2 separate regions of the Sus scrofa genome follow, and region 2 is linked to region 1. A link is a contact called in public HiChIP or PLAC-seq data. All regions are on one chromosome and are shown on one strand. The core of a region is the stretch at or near the end of the contact, and the rest is flanking DNA. Distances in the headings are between cores, read along the strand shown. Region 1 holds the start of LOC100520491 (killer cell lectin-like receptor subfamily B member 1B allele B). Region 2 holds the start of CLEC12B (C-type lectin domain family 12 member B).

What was found. HiChIP or PLAC-seq counts read pairs in DNA pulled down with a chosen protein or histone mark.
Region 2: an H3K27ac HiChIP or PLAC-seq map of alveolar macrophages shows a contact between it and region 1. The contact joins the promoter of CLEC12B here to the promoter of LOC100520491 in region 1. A contact is called at or near these places in 6 of 47 Hi-C or Micro-C datasets (alveolar macrophages, blood, heart right ventricle and 3 more) and 1 of 2 datasets of contacts at active chromatin or transcription factors (alveolar macrophages).

The regions. Positions count from the first base shown.
Region 1 is chr5:62,103,264-62,108,678 of Sscrofa11.1, forward strand. LOC100520491 (killer cell lectin-like receptor subfamily B member 1B allele B) reads left to right here and starts at 3,436. Exons shown (of 6, transcript XM_003481689.4): 1 at 3,436-4,079. The coding sequence starts at 3,998.
Region 2 is chr5:61,905,132-61,910,616 of Sscrofa11.1, forward strand. It overlaps CLEC12B (C-type lectin domain family 12 member B), which reads left to right and starts at 3,332. Exons shown (of 7, transcript NM_001302088.2): 1 at 3,332-3,658; 2 at 3,661-3,689; 3 at 5,417-5,485. The coding sequence starts at 3,600.

The DNA.
Region 1 (5,415 bases), core at 2,186-4,685:
TGCATCTCATTTTAAGTTTCACTTTGTCTCTGATGCACTTCCAGGCTGCAATAGAACCTCATGCATTCTCTGTTGGAAAATTTTTTGCTTCATATATAAAATGGTAGTCAGTGGTTGGTTTACCAATCTAAACTTTTACATTCAGTCAAGCTACATTTCAAGTTCACAAGTGTAAAAAACCCATTCAGACAAATTCCTGAAAACTATAATTTCTCTCTGTCTCTGATATAGATGTTGTCTTTGCTGACAAAAATCTCTTGACCCTACTTTGAACAAATTTCTGGGCTGATAATAAGTCAATGTTTCAGGTATTTTTGACACAACTTTCTAGTTAGAGACAGGTCCCTCTACTTGTGCTTCAACCTCAGTCTATGTGTATTTGAAGTGAATGATCCTATGGTTTCTTTTAAGGTAAAGTTTTACTCTTTATTTTAAAATATAGTTCCTCTTTTTGCAACTGACAATGCTGATTTGCACAACTTCCTTTTCTTAGATATTGCCTGATATGTGGTTAATTTCTTAACACACCGTATAATCTGTTCTGTATCTTTGACATTTAACATTATGGACATTAATCTTTTATTGTGCTTTTGTATCTTATTTTTCTGCGTTGTACCTTAATAATACTGGTAGAAAAAGGGGCTTTTCCAAATTCTTAAGAATGCATACAATTTATTATTAAATATATTTCCTTAAGCATTACTATTTTAGTCCCTTTTTCTAAACACAAAATATCTATTTTAATGGCACTTAAATTAATTAATGGAAGAAGAAAAATAAAATAAAGCACCATAAAAGGGTGAGGAAGAAGTTAGAGAAATACCATGGTAAATGTAAAAGGAAGCCGGTGATGTGCAAGAGAAAAATAGGCGTATTTACAGTTTAACATGTTACAATATCCCATATCCTATGATAGTCCTTCATATCGTATCTGTTGTAGATTAGAATATTGGCATTAAAAGATAAATTTGTCCAGACTTCTTTAGCTGCTACCTTTTTTAAGTCAAGATTCAGGCCTAGGCTTTTAAAATTACAAAGCCAACACTCTTACAATGGACTATGATGGAAAGTTGAAACTAAATAATACAGGAAAAATGAAACAAACTAATTTAGCCACATAATATTCACCTTGAAAAAACATTTTAAAAGAATATGATATGAATATAAAGATGTTTAAAATGGATAGCACTATGGATTAAGAAGAATCAGACTTAAAATCAGTCAGAAAATTTAGCAAACACATGCAAAAATGCTTTCAGATATTACAGAACAGAAAGCTCAGGACTGTGTTCCTTCAGAAAAGGGAAGCAAAAAGAGTTCCTGTCCTGGCTCAGTGGTTAATGAACCCAACAATTATCCATGAGCATGGGGGTTTTATCCCTGGCCTTGCTCAGTGGATTAAAGGATCCAGCATTGACATGAGCTGTGGTGTAGTTCACAAACATGGCTTGGATCCTGCTTTGCTGTGGCTGTGGTATAGTAGAAAGAAATAAAATGAGAAAGAAAGGAAGAAAGGAAGAGAAGCAAAAAAGAAGAGCGCTAAGATGACTCCAGATTTCGCTGGGAGTGATTTTCCATAATACAGAAGCAGGAAGAACTATCCAAAGAGAGCTAGCAGCCTCATTGAAATTGAGGAGACAAAGATAAGGGTTTGAGGAATCTGGGGCAGTTGAGAGAGTTAAAAAAAAAAAAAAAGTTCCCTTAATTCTACTGAATACTGATATTCATAGAGTTAGGATGAAAATGCACAAGTCTGGGTAAATGACATCAAAGCAGTTATCTGCAGACCAATTCAAAATTATCAGATGCCACTTTACCCTGCCCCCGTGGGACAGCCATGAGCAACAAGATGAAAATTAACAAGTGTGATAAGGCTGTGAGGAGACATACATTGACAATGAGAATGTGAAATCTTTTCAAGTTTTACGAGAATTTGTACTACTGATTTTTATATATTCCTGTTTTTGAGGTGACAAAATCTTGGGAAATCATTGAGTTATGATGGCATTTCAACATTGATCCTCCTCAAGCTCAAATCAGTACTCTAACCTAATGATGACTTGTCTCTGGTTTACTGTCCTTTAAATGTCAGCTCTATTTTCTCAGAAGTTGTGTGTTTACAATGAGTTAGTGCTTTTCCTCAGTGTGAGCGGTGGTCTGTCTCTTGATTTTGGTGTACGTGTTTTATTCCAAATAACTAAATCTGTAGTCTACTCTGTACGTGTGCTCTTAACTGTTAATTTTGTTCGTGATTATTTTATCTTGCTTGAAGACTGATTCATACTTCTTCATTTGATAAAGATAGGGTTTTTTCCTGCTTATAAAAAAAAGACTGTAAAATGGTGAAGCCTCAGTAGAAAATAGTTGGACCATTTTCAAAAGTTTAAACATAGTTACTAAATGACCCAACAATTCCACTCCTAAGTATATATCCAAAAAAAAAATCAAATCCATATGCAAATGTTCATAGCAGCACTGCTAATAAATGCCCCAAAGTAGAAACACATCAAATACCCATCAAATGATAAATGTATAATCAAAGCATGATATATCCATACAGTAAGATATCCTTCTACTATAACAAGGAATGACATACTGAAATACTACAATCTGGATGAGACTTGAAAACATTGAATGAAACAGCCCGACTCAAAACTGTGTGACAGTCTACTTATGTGAAATGTCCAGAATCCTCACATCATGTCAACTATATCAATATAAAGATGTTACATAAAAATCATGCAACTGGCAGCCCCATTATTCTTCTTCTCAGAAGAACCTGTTTGTTCACTGTTCTAAATCATCACTGGTAAATATTCTTTGTCTGGGATTAGTAGCCACATATCTTAAATGGCTTCTGTTGCCTTTTTTCTTTCAAGGAGGCTAACTTGGATTTCAGCACCTCCATTAGTTCAGAGATTATAGTGAACTCCTCCAGATGTAAGCAGCACACTAAAAAAAAAGTGCTTTTTTTTTTTTCTTTCTTTCTTTTCTTTTTATGGCTGCACCTGCAGCATGTGGTTCCCAGGCTAGAGGTCAAATTGGAGCTGCAGCTGCCAGCCTCTACCACACTCTCAGCAACACCAGATTCAAGCTGCGTATTAGACCTATGTCACAGCGTGTGACAATGCTGGATCCTTAACCCACTGGATCAAGGCCAGGGATCAAACTCGCATCCTCACAAACATTATGTCAGGCTCTTAACCCAGTGAGCCACAACAGGAACTCCAGCACCTAAAACATCTTGATCTTTTCTTTTAAGGTCCTTAAGTAAAGAGACGCTTAAGGTTCATCTAAGTAAACATGCAGTCAGATATTTCCAAAAACATTGCTTTGCCACAAATTGATGGCTGGAATAAGAAAATGCTGACTATCCTGTCCTCCTACTAAATTTAGAATCTCCAAATTTAGGACCTGAAACATGCAACACTATACTTCTCTAATGAGTTAGTGCACAGTGATAAGCAAAGAAAGTTCTCAAACATCTATTTTCCCTCTAGAGTAAGGTTTAGTGTCTATCAATTCTTTCTATTCCACTCACAATAGTATCTCTCTCTCTTTTTTTGTTGTTCTCTCCCTCAAATTGCCATTCTGCTTTGAAGAAAATACTAGAAGGTCATAGAGTTTCTGCCGGAGAGCGTGTCTAAGAAAAAAGAGGAAGTGGTTCATAGTTAAGTAGAACAATATCTTCTGTAATATCATTAAAGATTAAAATGATTCCAAACATAGGCGGAATACTAACTGTAGAGCAAAAAACTACGGCTTAAATAGTCCTTTTCTTCTATGACATGCAAGGGTTCAAAAATCTATTACCTTGATTAATAAGGCTGAACACATTGCTTTTGAGTGTTATTCATCGGAGAAACAAACCAAACTCGGGAGAGGGGAAGAAAATCATCCTTATCAATTTATCTAACTTACAGGAAGTTTGCCAACATATGGGACTCCCTTCAGCAGAATATCACTAGTGGGCTTCTCTCTCGTTTTAACATAGGCAATGGCTGGAGATATAGTCTATGCTGACATCAACATTGCCAGGACTCTTTCTTCGGAACATTCCTCTTCAGTACAGAGATCCGGTAAGTTGGATTTAGGACTCATTAAACTTAATACTTTACTTTTAATTTCCCTTATTGCTGCCCTGTGTCTATATTTGCCTTACTGGAAATAGTGAAGAGACTGGATTCAAAGCAGAACTTACTGAATGCAAGAATGAAAGTCAATGTTTTTAGTGACACAAAATGTTCGTAAAGTTAATTTTAATTTTAGCCTTAATATGTAGAATTTCGCTTTGGGTTTTCATAGACCCTCTATTCTTTATATTTGTTGTGGTGAACATTTATTATACTTACATCAATCCTCATGTCTCCTTTCTCCTCTACAGCTTTACTCACTCCAATCAAATCTTCCCTTTTAAAATAGTTTGATCAATTTATTTACACTGAGGAAAATATCTCTGGCAATGATTCGCAATGTTATTTATCCTTTTGGAATTTGAATATTGGTAGGATAAAAATGTTAAGCTAAAGACACAAAATATTAGTATTTTATTTCCTGAAGTTTAGGATTGATGACTGAGTAAGAGAATATTTTTGGAACATAAATAGATAGGCATACAGCTAAAGAGAACACTGTACCTTAATCACAAACCACCTCGAAAATAATAAATTTTCAAATCCAGTGTATTTTCTATATACATTATATACACATGAAGCATTAGAGAAATTTCTGTATTTCTTTCCTATTCTTTCCTTTAGGGTAAGAATTTTTATATTATAAACTTTATTTAAAATGTTTAAATAACTTAAAATCTCCTCATTGTGCTTGGCCTTGTGGTGTAAATCTGATGTTTTGCTTTTCTATATTTCCCAAGAATGCCTTTCTTCTCCTATATTTTTAAGCTTGCAGTTATCAAATGAATCTGAGGTGTAGTTTTCTCTAGTTGCAAGAACATGTTATTTCCTATGTTTAAATATTTTCTCTCTGCCTTGCTGAATAGAGGCTTATCTCTTTTCTCCATAGACCAGGAATTTTCACTTTAAATTAGCTAATGGAACTTAGTTTAAAAAACTATGTGGACTAGAATTGTATTCTTATTTGCCCATTTCCCCCCAAATCTCATATAATTGGTCAGTTTTTCTAGAGATTAACTCACTTCAAGCAACAAAACCCATATATATATATATATATATATATATATATATATTATATATGTATAATTTTATGGCCACATCTCCAGCATATGGAAGTTCCCAGGCCAGGGACTAAATCTAAACCTCAGCTGCTACTTACACCACAGCTGCAGCAATGCCAGATCCTTTAACCCACTGCTCTGTGCTGGGGATCAAATCCCACACCTCTGTAGCAACCAAAACTGCTGCCGTCAGGCTCTAAACCCACTGTGCCACACCTGGA
Region 2 (5,485 bases), core at 2,082-4,581, 200 kb before region 1:
TAGTAGAAAATGTGTAGGAAGTCTGATCAGTCTTCTTTCTTATAAAAATAATTAGGAACCAGATGAGATTCTTCATCATTGTTTTATCCAAGCATTATTTTATATAAGATAGAAAGAAATTAAAAATATGTTTATAAGGAACTTTGAGGTTTGTAAAAGAATTGGGGAAATGAAAATGAAAACACAGTCCTAATCTTTGCAAAATTTGGTGACAGTGAAAGAACAGAACAAAAATAAAAAACAGCCTTGAGTTCTCATTTTTTAAATCATCTATTTGATTTAACTTTTGCCATGTCAATGTTCTCTGCCTTTATCTAATTTACCCAGAATAGAAACTTAACCATAGATTTATTATTCATTTCACATTTTTGGCAGTGGAGTTTAGTTGATCATGACCCAGAGACTTCATATTTTTTTTTGTACTTCAATACTCCATCAGTTCGAAAAAAATGAACAAGAAATACATGTACATTTACGTATTTAGAGATCACGCAAAAATATTACTGAAGGGTTATTATTGTCACATTGCATTTCTTTTTTTTTTTTTTTTTTTTTGTCTTTTTTGTTGTTGTTGTTATTTCTTGGGCCGCTCCTGCGGCATATGGAGTTCCCAGGCCAGGGGTTGAATCGGAGCTGCAGCCACCGGCCCACGCCAGAGCCACAGCAACGCGGGATCCGAGCCGCATCTGCAACCTACACCACAGCTCACGGCAATGCCGGATCCTTAACCCAGTGAGCAAGGGCAGGGACCGAACCTGCACCCTCATGGTTCCTAGTCGGATTCGTTAACCACTGCGCCACGACGGGAACTCCATGTCACATTGCATTTCTACAGCCCATTGGATATTTGTTCACACTCCTAAAGTGGTTGCCATTCATTATGGAGACATTTGATTAGGATAATCTCCCCACAGAGGTGAACCTTGGGAAGTTTTGGGTCCCTCCCCAGCCATCTGAAAACAAATACCCACACCACAGTCGCTTCCTAAGCACAAATTTTTTTTTTTTTTTTGGCTTTTTAGGGTCACACCCTAAAAAGTTCCCAGGCTGGGATTGCATCAGAGCTACAGCTGCCAGCTTACGCCACAGCAACACAGGATCCAAGCCGTATCTGCAACCCACACCACAGCACATGGCCATGCAGCGCATGGCCATGCTGCTCATGGCAACGCCAGATCTTTAACCCACTGATCAGGGCCAGGGATCAAACCCCAGTCCCCGGGGATACCAGTCAGGTTCGTTACCCCTGAGCCACAACAGGAACTCCGACACTTTTATCATCTTCTCTTCCTTCCCCCAAAGGAAAGCTTTAGAATTGATTCCTCGGTTTCCTTCCTCAGGTAGAGCCCCGCTCAAATATTTTTTTGTTCTGTTATTTGCTCCTTTACCAAATGACCCAAAAGTAGCCACTTTATTGTTAAATGAAAATAAAGGATTAAAAAGTCAAAAAAAAAAAAAAAGGTAGCCACTTGAACAACAGAAATCTATTGTCTCACAGCTGTGTAGGTTAGAAGTTTGACTTGGATCTCACTGGGGTAAAATCAGTCAGGGCTGAGCAGGGCTCTTTTCTGAATGCTCTATGGGAGAATCAATTTACTTGCCTGTTCATCTTTTAGCTTGTACTCCTTGCTTCCCAGCCCCCTTTCTCTGTCTTCACAGAGCAACAGCAACCTGTATCTCTCCACTCCCAGGAAAGGTTCTCCACTTTCCCATGATTAAATTGCACCCCCCAGATGATGTAAGACAATTTCCTCATTTCAAAATCTGTAATCATATTTGCAATGCCCCTTTTGCCATATCTACCATGGTCACAGGTTCTAGGGATTAGGGCAAAGATCATCTTTAGGGGGCTATTATTCCGCCTACCTCAGGTTCTTGGCAGCAATGCACTATTTTCTTTTGTATAAACTATTACATTTTATGGGATTAAGAGTACGATGGGATTAGAAGGAGAAGATTATAAAATGAGTATGTTTTATAAAAAGGATCATGGGATTAGAAGAAGATGCAATCCTTTTTAAGAGCTCTGTGAGTCTGATGCTTGCTGTGACTAAATGACCTGCCACACAGGGCAATGTGCTTTTTTTCCTGTGTGCTTCCAAGTAACAGCCAGAACACTTCCTATATAAATTGTCAACTCTTTATTGATCATGTGATGCTATTGAAACGCACAGTGTCACAGCGTAAATCCTTGTGCAGTGAGTTTCCCTCAGTTTTATTTGAGACATATTTTCAGGGCTTTTTGAGGCCTTTGAGAAGATAGAGGTTGGTTATTTCATCATTTTTTTTAATGAAATGTAAATTACTTGTAGCTGAAAGAGACTTCAAGCATAAAGACTTCCGGAGAATCCCCTGTATCCAGTGTTCCCTTCGAATATCCAACAGCATCTCTGCCTTCAGTTGCCCCAACCCCCATCTTCTGATTTTTCAGGCCTAGAAGACTGTGCTTTTATCAGAAGCCTGTACTTCCTCTATCGGAAGTTCAGCTGCCCCACTGAAATGACTGTGGGCTTCCCTCAACCTTAAAAGCCAAACAAGTGGACAAATGAAAAACAGAAGCAGAAGCACCTTCCCATGTGCCAGCCTCCTTCTCTCCAGAACCTGCCTGCTTTTCTCACTCTCCTAAGATACCAGGGAGTCATTTTAAAAATCTTGTTCTGAGCATTGGTTGTTACCTAATGGAGTATTATTCTGTTAGGCATCTACATGTAAGAAGGAAACTCCCATTCACGCCGAGTTCTAATAGCTATTCATTTCTTCTCCGGGCCTATAGCCTGCACTGTCTCTCGTACACATTCGGTTTTTGTTTTTTTTTTTTTTTTTTTTTTCTCTTTTTGCTTTTATCTAGGGCCGCTCCCGCGGCATATGGAGATTCCCAGGCTAGGGATCCAATCGGAGTTGTAGCCACCGGCCCACGCCAGAGCCACAGCAACTTGGGATCCCAGCCGCGACTGCGACCTACATCACAGCTCACAGCAACGCCAGATCCTTAACCCACTGAGCAAGGCCAGGGATCGAACCCGCAACCTCATGGCTCCTAGTCGGATTTGTTAACTACTGCGCCACGACGGGAACTCCACGTTTGGTTTTTAAAATCAGCAGCGAGGTGTGGCTGGTTTTTAGCTAGACAGCCCTTCGTCTCAGTATGTGTATCTCCTCGATACCTGTATGGGTGAGTGTAACCCAGATCCAAAGTCTCCATACAGGATTAGCTGCTTTTAATACCGGTAAAGAGGCCAACCTGAGTCTTGACTGAAACACTCAGAGCAGCCTCTCCACTGAGGATCATGGGAACTTCCCCTTGAAACCAGCATCCCTGCTCCAAAGTACCAGTTCTTTGCTTCACAGCAAGAACAACGCTGAAGGAGCAGACAGTTGAGATCTACAGTATTCTTATTTCTTCAGGGAAGAGTTGACCTTCTCTAACTTACTGTACAGAAAAACTGATTGTTCTTCTGTCCTTACAGAGGGGCCGTGGGATGTGTCTCGGGTTGGTTCAGTGTGGATATAAAACCTCCCAGCCTTGAAAAGAACATCCTCTTCCCGGGTCTGTAGATATTGAAACACTAATTACGTTTATAGTAGAGCTTTCTTCTACGATGTCCGAAGAAGTGACCTACGCGACACTCACATTTCAGGATTCTGTGGCAGCAGGAAATATCGGGATACAAATAACCTAAGGAAAAGAGGTAGGAGTTCGGAGAAAGCAAGATGTGACTTTAGGGGATGGGCAGCTGTTAAGTGCCTTGAAGTGCTGGCTTTGAGACGAATGCTCAAGAGAGGTGTGCTTTGGAACCTCCAAAATGGAGACCAAGTTGGGGAATCTTCTAATAGGGTCACGTTGAGGAAGAAATACATGGCTTCAGGGACCTTTTAAAACTGTGTGATATTGCTATGTGTCAAGAGGCTCTGTGCTGTAATGAATCATTTTGACTGAATATGCCAGAGATTGAGTTTGGGGTCTCAAAGATTCATTTTTCTAAATGTAGTCCTTGATATTTGTACCTTGTGAGAGATGCCAGGGGACTGTTCTTTCAGAAGACAGTTCGGAGGCTTCTAAAATAAAGACGGTGGAGGGAACTTTTCTTTCGGAAGGTATAAATAACTGAAGGGAAGCACTGGAAGACGAATGAGTCAAAAATAGACAAAAGCTAGTTCCTGCATGATAAGTATTTAGAAACTTTTTTAGGGAAGTTGAAACTCCAGTATAATTAGTCATGTTGAACCAACAGTGACATCTGTATCGTATTTTATATACATTATACCTCATCATTATCAAAATATGGTTGTGAAGTAAATGGAATAATATTAGTTCTTTCTCCAATGTATTAATGAAAAAACTGAGGCTCAAAGACATTAAATGATTTAACCAAGTTCATACAACTGTCCTGTGATGGAGACCAGACTCTGTTCTTATCTTCCACTCCTTTCTTTGTGCCCAGTTGGAAAAAATAGCTGTCTCTGTGGTCAGGAATCCAGCGTCAGGTATCAGACTACATCCCTTACCTTCAAAAATCTGTTGACAGTTTAGGTGGTTGTCGTGAATCCTCTAAAACATTCTCCTGTTCTTTAGGTTTATTTTTATTTTAAGCACATATGTGTATGTGTGCCTGGCTTTGGGGGGATGATATATTAAAAAAGGATGGGAATAGACTTTGCATGTGTCTAATAAAGGTAGTTATACATTTTTGACCTGTTTTTTTTTTTTTTTAATCTAATCCTTGAGAAAAAGGGAGTTGTGAATGTGGTACATGCGGCAGGGCTTCTGGAGATTGTATTAATCTATCCGAAACTTTGGGCTAGATTTCACTAGATCCAGAATTAAAGAATAGGAATGTCAAGCAAATATGAAAAAATATGTGTGTGTATATGTGTGTGTGTATGCGTATACACATATATACATATATATATATATATATAACATGCTAAAGTTTGAAGAGTTATCCTGTTGCTTTCTATTCTATTCTGTTGTTTTTAGCTTAGATAATTCAACTGATTATCTACTAGGTGAAAGATGGAATACGTAATAGATAAAAGTGGAATTCACACCTGCTTTATGGAGGTTTGCAATCTCAAAAACTTGGCGCCTCTTCCATTGTCAGTATCATCCAGAGAAATTTCCGCAACATCTCATTCACGAATTCAGTAATCTTGAAGAAGAAAAGTGTGTGATGATATAAAATAAAAACCTAAAAATTCAGAGATTCTCAAAGAGAATTCTGGGGGAAAAAAACTGGAGAACTATGGTGGGGCCCTTATTATGCATCATTTTAGGTATTTACTAGATAGGGGAATTGAAGAAGCAAGAGAGAAATTTTATTATCTGGAAGCATACTAAGTGGAAGAAATAAACAATTCAAAGTATGACAGCCACAAGGCAGTTCTGTTTGCCAATCCTTCTGTCGGCTTCTTTCAGGGCATCCAGCTTCATCCTCCATATGGCGTCAGGCTGCCCTGGGTCTGCTCACATTCTGTCTGATGCTGC